Regions from separate parts of the Sus scrofa genome. Here regions 1 and 3 are each linked to region 2. A link is a contact called in public HiChIP or PLAC-seq data. All regions are on one chromosome and are shown on one strand. The core of a region is the stretch at or near the end of the contact, and the rest is flanking DNA. Distances in the headings are between cores, read along the strand shown. Region 1 overlaps GTDC1 (glycosyltransferase-like domain-containing protein 1). Region 2 overlaps GTDC1 (glycosyltransferase-like domain-containing protein 1). Region 3 has its middle 85 kb from the start of GTDC1.

The links. HiChIP or PLAC-seq counts read pairs in DNA pulled down with a chosen protein or histone mark.
Region 1: an H3K27ac HiChIP or PLAC-seq map of alveolar macrophages shows a contact between it and region 2. The contact joins two enhancer-like sites. A contact is called at or near these places in 1 of 47 Hi-C or Micro-C datasets (embryonic fibroblasts) and 2 of 2 datasets of contacts at active chromatin or transcription factors (alveolar macrophages and skeletal muscle).
Region 3: an H3K27ac HiChIP or PLAC-seq map of alveolar macrophages shows a contact between it and region 2. The contact joins two enhancer-like sites. A contact is called at or near these places in 2 of 2 datasets of contacts at active chromatin or transcription factors (alveolar macrophages and skeletal muscle).

The regions. Positions count from the first base shown.
Region 1 is chr15:8,057,596-8,060,573 of Sscrofa11.1, reverse strand. All of the region lies in intron 12 of GTDC1 (glycosyltransferase-like domain-containing protein 1), which reads right to left. Among named protein-coding and RNA genes, the nearest start is that of GTDC1, 330 kb to the right of the region's middle. Within about 2 kb of position 1,548, at least 62 of the 83 cell types and tissues checked have an H3K27ac peak or open chromatin away from gene starts, as enhancers often do. A contact at or near this core is called in alveolar macrophages, where this site is marked.
Region 2 is chr15:7,813,120-7,816,243 of Sscrofa11.1, reverse strand. The region is part of intron 5 of GTDC1 (glycosyltransferase-like domain-containing protein 1); the gene reads right to left. Among named protein-coding and RNA genes, the nearest start is that of GTDC1, 86 kb to the right of the region's middle. Within about 2 kb of position 1,538, at least 5 of the 83 cell types and tissues checked have an H3K27ac peak or open chromatin away from gene starts, as enhancers often do. A contact at or near this core is called in alveolar macrophages, where this site is marked.
Region 3 is chr15:7,642,756-7,645,817 of Sscrofa11.1, reverse strand. No RefSeq gene overlaps it. Among named protein-coding and RNA genes, the nearest start is that of GTDC1, 85 kb to the left of the region's middle. Within about 2 kb of position 1,602, at least 9 of the 83 cell types and tissues checked have an H3K27ac peak or open chromatin away from gene starts, as enhancers often do. A contact at or near this core is called in alveolar macrophages, where this site is marked.

The DNA.
Region 1 (2,978 bases), core at 299-2,798, 240 kb before region 2:
GTGAAAGTGTACTCGCAGTTTTAAAAACACTTTCACAAACAGAAATCAGTTGATACTTGTACTCAGAAGCAGAGCTATTATCATTATATTAATAAGTATATCCTTTTTTCTTTGGAGGGTATTATTGCCAAAAAGAAAAGGAAATATATCAGATCTTAATATCCTTTCCTGAAATTCCTTTCTAAAATTACAGCTTTAACCCTTTGGCCACATTTTTGGAAGGGGGACCCATTTGCTGAGTTGACGGACAAAATAGCAGGCACTGGGTTTTCAAATACTATTCTCAGATTTGCAAAGTTGTGCTGTGATGAATAAATAATGAATCAGATATTTCAATCTGTTATATGATTTTTGAAAGCCCTGATTATCATTGTTTACAGTCTCTTTTCAATGCACTAGCCAAGGGTTCTTGTCCTGCCTTCCAAGGGCAGCTGACATGGGCCATACTCCCCTACCTACGTTTACTTCCTGAGAGCTCTTCTCACATTTTAAACTATCAACCAACCTGTATCTTCAACTCTACAATTTGAGGACAATTCCCAACCAGAGGAGATAAAATCTTGAGCAACAGATGACCAGCAATGGTCACCACCACTCCAGGCTAAGGTTTCTTATGTTTGATCACTGAAGACACCGTTTAGCGATGGGTGGGAGAGAGGAAAGCATGCTACACCTAGATGGGCAGAAACACAAAAGGCGCTGGTGAAATCCAGAACAAGGGGCATTTTTCTCATTCACAGACAATTTTAAATGTGTACACGCAAATAAATACCTGATGATAAATAGTAACACGGGAAAGGAGGAGGACGCTTTAAAAAATATCGAATCCTCAATATGCTATTAAACGTTTCCCCAAGTTTTTTGGAAATCAGTGTGATAGAACTAAATTTTCTCCCACCCAAACACCGCTTAACTCATCTGTCCCTCACCCCCTTCTGCCTCGGAAATAACGAAATAACCAATTGGAGATCAGGAGAAACAGTTTTCACTCCAAAGCACAGGTAAGAAGTGAAAAGGAAAGCGTCCTAGGACTAGCGGGTGGGACTGAAATAACAGGGCTGAGTAAGCAGTCATAGGGGAGTATTTTAAAATTAATAGTCAGAATCCCTACGGGGGTGGGGGGCGTCCCCGTGCCCAACCCCACTCCATTCTCCGTTTTGGCTTAAATTTTTTTTTTTTTTTTAAAGGACAGGAGGAGGGAAATTACTTTTTTGGTTTTGCTTAGTGCATCTTCATTGGATTCTCTCACGGAGCACTGAGCCTGTCGGACTCAAAACCAAGTTCAATAAAACACTTAAGAAGAATAGAGAAGAATTCTGCCCGCCGGGGCAGCGCCGCCTTCTCGGAGGTGCGGAGGGGGACCAGTTAAGCCTGGCACCAAGGAGCCGGGGAAGCACTGGGCCTCCCGCCACGTGTGCGTGTGTCAGCATGTGAGTGTCTGTGCGCGCGTGCGGGGTGCGTGTCCGTGAGGGTGCGTGACAGTGTGCGCGTGTCGGGCTGTGCGCGCGCTGGCGTGCGCGTGCAGGCGAGGCTCTGCCCGGGAGTCCGCGCGAGTGTGAGCGGGAGCGCGGCGGTGGCGCGGAGCTGTCTTGGCCCTGCGGCCTCGTGGTTCCTCCAGCTCAGCGCCGCAGAAGTGGTTAGGTCTCGACTTTGTGACCTCGACGTCCCCCCTCCGTCCCTTTTTTTTGCGCCGGAAGAGGTGTAGAACTACCTCCAGGCGCTTTGGACGGGACCGAGCAGGGCATCGAGGGCTAGCGCCGCCGCGGACGGGAGCTGGGGCACATCGGCCCCGGGGAGAAGACGCGCGGTGAGCGCCCGCAAGCCCCGGAACCGCTCTCAGACTCTCCGGCTCTCGCAGGCTCCGGCACCTCTAACCCGACGCTGGGCGCAGGCTCGTCGGAGGCTCGGGGCGAGTGGGTCGGGTTCCCGGGCGCGCGCTTTCGGGTAGGCGAGCGCTCCTTCCGTCCGGGCCCGAGCACCTCGCTACCGACCCCTCCCTGCGGCCCAGCCGGGCCACCGGAGTCCCCAGCTTGCGGCTCGGGGCCAGACCCGACCAAGGGCGGAAGACCCGAGAGGCAGGGAGGGAAGACCAAAGAGGTAGCCAGCCCCGAACAAGGAATCCTTAATTACAGATTAAAGGCAAGCAAAACCGTACACCACATTTTCCACGTGTCAGCTGATGGCAGGGACAAAAGGGAGCACAGAATGTTGGGGGTGAGGGGAAGGTACCTTCTCTTTTTTTTTTTTTTTTTTTTTTTAAACCCACCTCTCCCTCTTTATCATCGGTGCGAATGTAAAATACATTAGGTAGTGACTTTGGGTAGGTGGTGCCTGGGGCCAAATCGCAGCTGCTCGCTCCTCGTGTAGGAGGACAGTTTGCTGACGCGCCCAGAGGTCTGGGGAACCTCTTGGAAAAAAAAAAAAAAAAAAAAGTGCTATATATACTCCGAGTACATTTTGCTTCCTAAAACCTCATTACTTACACATTTTTAAGTTTTAATATTTAGTGCTTAAAGTGTAGCAATTCATTATCTTCAGTGAAATACTATAGGGCGCGCGTGCGCACGTACACACGCACTTGCATATTTTGTTTTGCAATTTGCAATTTTGTAGATTACTTTTTCCCCCGCCCGGCCTGCTATTACAAAAATCTAGGAGAAAAGCCAAGCCGATTGAAAACCAGGGAACATAGCTGCCAGCACCAGAGACCACCAGGTACCCTATGCCTCTGGGCTCTAGAGGAAAAAGGAGAGATGTATGCATTGATGCCTTTACTCTTAATTCATTATGATCACAAAACAATCTCTACCGTGTGCCTGGGATTTAATACACCAGTTCAACTCCATGACGTCTTAAATTCTTCACCGAGGGTAGAGAATTGTTCAGAAGCCAAAGCTCACTCTGTGACCAATACCAACCCCTAGTTCTGTGCCCTCAATTTCTAACACTGAAATTAGAGCGATGACCTTTGAGGGGCA
Region 2 (3,124 bases), core at 289-2,788:
TCTACTAACAATCTGAAAGTGCCAAACTGAACATTAGATAAGGATTAAGTCATATACCAATGTAAGATTAGTGTTAAAAGTGGAAATTAGCAAGTAAAGTATAAAAAGGAATTAAAAAGTAAAGAGGAGCCTTTAACACTCCAATCCTCATCACACAAGAATGTCTTCAGGCATAGATGACTGCAAGATAGATGCAACCTGCAAAACCATTTTATGATACATATAATAATACATTATTTTTTCATCCAGATAAGGTTCCTACCTTTTCTTAATATAAATAATAGCACAGTAATTTCCTCAATTAAGTACCTATAGCTTCGAAGCTCCCCTTTAGAATATTTTAAAACTGCTGTTGGGGACACATGATAGACACTGATTAACTGGTATGATATAATCAAGTGAACTGGTACTAAACTATAGAGTAGCATCCACAGCTAGTTATTAGGTACATTTTTATGACATATACATTATATAGGAAAAGAGAGTATCCTTCAATTGTCTCTATTCAAGAATGGAAACTTTTGAGACTATTATTAATTAATGGTTAACAGAATTACTGCTGGTTTTTCTTGCAGGTATTATGATAGCATATCTGAGTACAAGACGTCTAAGAAAATTAAAGTGATGATATTACTGAGATGCTTTTTAATACCTCTGTCATTATATAGTTTCAGTCTATATTATTTTTGCCGAATATTGATAAAACATTTCATGCACAATTTACAGGTTGGGTTTCAGGTGAGCAGAATAAACACTATTTTAAGCAGAAGATATACTTTTAAACCAACTTTTAAAATTTCACTGGATCATTCAACATTTGCTTGAAATCCTTACAAGATATTCATCTATTTGTGGCATCATATAGGTCTGTCTCCCCATCTGTCTATGTTTTTCATGAAGACTAGTATCTGGTACAAGGTTTTTTTTTTTTTTTTTTTTTTTTTTCCTCCCTTCCCCACTTTAGTAGCTATTCATTGGCCCACTACTATGCCATTTCTGTCATAGTTGTCCGACAGCATTTATCGATCATCTTTTTAATAAAATATAAGCTTTCTTTCACAGGACAAGGGGACAAGTAATCAATATAATCAATTTAATTTTGGCTAAATTTAACTCTGTATGGTTAGAAATTAATGTCATCAAAATGTATTATTGTCACAATAAATAATTACATTGGCATCATGATGTTCACTAAAATATAAAACACTGAATTTTCTAAGACTAACATATATATGGTTATTTACCACAGCACTTCGGCCGTATCTTCCTAAAAGTAACCTTCTTATATTCCATGGCCAGATTTGCTAAGAAATTCACATCTTGCATGTATGGACATCTTGAGCAATCCTTTTTAACAGGAAATCTTGACAACACCCCTTCCCCTCCCAACTCCACTTGGTAGTCTGACTCCAGCACAAGCTCATCTGGTTCGACTAAAATCATTGCATTATTTGGCAGTGGTTTCTTCATACGTGGCGCTTGGAGCTCATTGAAGCTCAAACAGTACAGGAAATGCAAATCATGCAAACCACCCTCATGATGGCGACGTACAGTGGCGTGATTGAGCGGCACTACGCACGACTCGTGGGCTGACCACATGAAAGGAGCCATTTACAGACCAGATGAGCAAAAGCTGGGATAAGTTAGAGAGTATGTGTGAGCTTCAAAGCTGGCAGACTAGCATCCTTATTTAAAATAGAAGGGTTTTTTATTATTATTTTTTATTAATAACACCTGCCTGAGCTCTTTACATTGAAGGAAGTTTACAGAGGTAGAGGGGGGTATCCTGTATATATGTGGTCCAAACTTTCTTTTTTAAATCCCAGGTATGGCAGAAGAGTGGAGTACTTTCCATCAATTTTTCACAAGATTTTCTACAGTTGTTAACAGTTATTGGAAATGTTTTCTTTCAGTGAACTTAAAAAAAAAAAAAAAGATAATCTTGCAATGTTGCAGTGCCCTACATTATTTGCTCATAATTCCTAGTGTCAGTTTAATTGCCACATGTTAATAAAATTAGTTCCTCCAACAAAAAATAGGGAGCTATAATTCTCAGGAATTCTTCAACAAAAGCCTTAGGAGCAATACAGAATTTGCCATTAAGAGAATATTTGAACAAGGCTAATACAGTAACTAGAACAGAAAAATGACTATAGGAAGTTTTTCTTTTCTTTTTTGGAACTGATGGTTTTCTAGATGTTTCTGATTTACCACAAAATAAAGAAAATGTGATTATTAAGAAAATAAATGTGATAACAAAATAATTTTTTAAAATTTAAATTTCATGTGTTTGTTTAGCATTTGAAATTATTTTCCAAAGCCTTTAAGTAGGCTATTTCATTTGCACACAGACTTAAAAGCATCAAGAATTCCATTAAAGCACTGGCTCCCTTAACCCCTTAAACCTATAGCTAGAAACTTAAAGAAGTGTATGAGGAAGTTAGAAGTTTAAATAAAGTGGGTAAAAGGCTAATGCTTCTGGTCTAGGAATCAGAAAACCTAAGCATAAATAGCCATATGATACTGAACTAATCACTCTCTGAAACTCAACCTTCTCATGTTTAAGAAAGATGTTATCACCACCTTTCTTGATCGCTACTGAGTTTCAATTGAAAGATGAGGTAATGTAGGATGAGAGAAAATTGTACAGTGTTAAATACACATAAAGAAATGCTGTACAATGTATGAGGCATAACATTGTACCAGACATTATGTCAGGCTCCTTACATACCTTATCTCATTTGGTTTAATTTCATGTTCACAATATCACTGCTTTATAATAATAATAATAATAATAACAATTATCATTATTATCTGCAACTGTGGCATGAGGAAGTTCCTGGGCCAGGGGTCAAACCCACGCCACAGCAGCAATCCAAGTCACTGAAGCGACAACACCAGATCCTTAACCCACTTCACCACAAAAGAACTCCATTGCATTATTATCTGTTGCATTTTAAGAGACAAGAAAATTGAGCCTCACACAAGCTAAGCAATTTCCCCAAATCTTATGGCTAATAAATGGCAACATTTGGATAAATGTATTAGGCCACACATGCATCTGTACTGTTAACGTTTCACAGTCATCCACTGGGGGTCTACATAACTCTTGATGAGTTGGTAT
Region 3 (3,062 bases), core at 353-2,852, 170 kb after region 2:
GTCTTGAGTGCTCTTACTACTCAAATATTTGTTTCAACCATAGGTATTGCTTTTATTCTTTCAATGTAAGAGAATTCTTTAGGGTATGGATTCCTAAATCCCCAGAATATTTCCTGTCAGATTCATTTTTCAATTTGAGAACACAGAACTTTTAGTTTAATGGTAGTCTTTCAAGGTCCTGTGATGCTGTTGGTTTATTAAGCACAACACATATGAAGCCTGGTTTTCTCAAAAGCTTATTTCCTAGGGCTTTCCATACCATGTAAAGGAAATCCAATCATACCTTTTTCTAGTTGAAGTTTTCAGATGCAAAAGAATAATAACGCCCTGACAAAATAAGGTAGTTGGTTCAATTTTAGTCCATACTGAAGAATGAGAAGAGGAAGAAATAGAGAAGGAGGAGAAGGAGGGGGAGAGGGTGGAGGTAGAGGAGGAGGGAGAGAGAGAAAAAAGGAGGAATAAAGGGGGGAGGGGAGAAAGGAGAGGGTAAGGGAAAGTGTTGAGTGGGGAGGAGAAGAGAAGGAAAGAGAAGTCAATGACAATGTGATGCTTTATCTTGGACTTTGGACAGTGTGGGAGACATCTGGATATGGTAATGTCATTTTCACTGGTAGCCATTATTTAAAATTATTCAGTATCCACATCCTATGATTCAGCATTCTGGAACACTACCACACCTACAGAGACTCAGGGGGTTTGAACCAATAATAGAGAATGTTAAACTTTACAAAGGTTAAGCCAAAATGACAAAATAACACAAGAAACAAAAACAATATCCCCAAATCTAAAATACCGAAAACATCTACTCTTTAAATTAAACAAAGTATAACAATTTTTAAATAAAATGAATTTAAAGCATTAACTTGATGATTTGCAAGGATTCTTGCATTGTGTGGTATCATTATGTTGTACTACTATAATGATCAAATCCACGGATTCATTACAATAATATCAAATAGTCCTAATCCTAGCAGTTTTTAAAACCACAGATGGCATAAATATCCATATGCACAATGCAGTTGGAATTGGTGATAAATTAATTTTCCCCCATTTATGGCAATAGACCTGTTATGTGTGTGCCCGAGGAGCTACAATTAAGAATGAGGGGAAACACTGCTTAATGAAGTTGGGATTAAGCAGTTAAAAAGAATTTTTAGGCTCAAAACTGTTAGAGAGCTGACCTGTTTATAGGAAATGGGTCTGCTAGAATTAGAAGTGGAAAATAAGGAGATGATAATGAAATACAGTTTAACCAGTAAAGGGCGGCGAACATACGTATCACACCACACCATACAAATATGCTGCCAGTTTAGATATACAGTGTGGTTCCTTTTGTCAAGCTATTCTATTTCCTGTTAGGAAGGCTAACTCTAAAATATGGTTTTCAGGAAGGAGGAATAGAAAAAGAGCTTCATTAAAATGCTTATTTCCTCAAATTTCTCTCAGTGTTTGTCATACTGAGATGATATCCTTATAAGTCACCGATTTATTCATAACTTAGAGGAAATAGGTTTCGGTCTTGACTGCTTACTAATGGTCAAGCATCCACATCTGGAAGTCACTAGATGGTGTTGTTTTGGGTGAAAGGTCAGACTCTAAGTGGGAGATGACCCATCAATCAGGTGCTTGCATCACTTTCCCGGTTACGTTCCAGCCATATTTATCCATAGTGGGCAGAAGGCAATTTGAAGTGACTTTCTCTCCCCTTCCCCCGATAAGGCAAGGAGGTTGTTCACCAGCAACAAAGCTCATGCCCAAATACTGCTACCTTGTGGAGTTCTTCATTAGCAACTGTGAAAAATAGGTAATTAGTACTGAGGAGAGTAGACATAATTTAATCTATTACAGTGTGGATTTCTTGTTTTCTGGTTCAAATATGAAGTCCAACTTGGTCCCATAGAAGGAGTTTATTATAGCTGAACCCTTGAGGAAAATGGTTCCTACAGCAGCTCTTCACACTCCCGTACCTTCCAGCATTATCTTCTCTTCTCAACTTGTTAAACTCCTATAGGCTCTTCAATGCCAAATTCAAACAGCCTCTTTTCTCTGAAGCCTTTCCTAGCTCCCCTGGGCAGAGGTCTCACAGGAGGATCAGAACACCTGCCTCTCTGTTGCCCCTGTAACAATCTGTTTGCACATGAGCTTCCATATTTATTATTTCACATCTATTCCTGCTGTCTAACACAACGACTGGTGTTGACTGGCAATCAGTAAACACTTACAAATGACCTGTTTGAAAAGAATTTGGACATGCGTCCTTCCATCCAAGAACATTGTAAAAACCAAGTATACTTCAATAAAATAAAATTTTTAAAAATACTTTAACAAACCCTGATCTTAATAAGCCAAAAAAGAGAGAATATATCAAGGCATTCCACCTATTTAGACTATTTAGAGGAGCAGAAAGTAACTAAACAGGATGGCAAGAGTTAACATCATTCTAATTCATTTTAAGTAACATCATTTTAGCATGCTACCTATCTATTTACCTATCAATCTGTCAAGTCTTTTCATGTTTACAGTAGGAATGGCCTTCAGGTTGCCATCTACATATATTTTTCAAGCCCGTCTTCATGGAAATGTTTGTTTACATGGGCTTAAGAAATACGTGGTGTTGTTTTCACAGAGACTTAAGAAATACTTGGCTGAACAATGTAACAGAAAAAAAAAAAAAAGACTTAAGGAACAAAAAGTACCAAAGAAAACTTAGTATTCATCAGAATTAAAATTAGCCAAAGGAAAACAATAATCATAAGCTATAAACCTTTTCCTGCTATGTGGATCATCAGTTTTCATCTCCAGCAGCTTCCCCTCCTGAGTCTCTGTCAAGTTACGAAAGAAGTTCCCCGTATGGGCCGATTCATCTGATAGACAAGGCTATCTCTTGATTTAAAAGTCTCTGTGTATAATATGCAAAAGGGCTAACGAGAAGGTTCGAATTGTGAGCAGAGCCTTGTTACAAAGGTTTACCCTTGTGACTACTTCATTATCACCCTGGATTATCTGCTCAGAGCAGCGGAGACACTGCCTATCTAGAATCACACAGAACAGCCTCCTCAGTT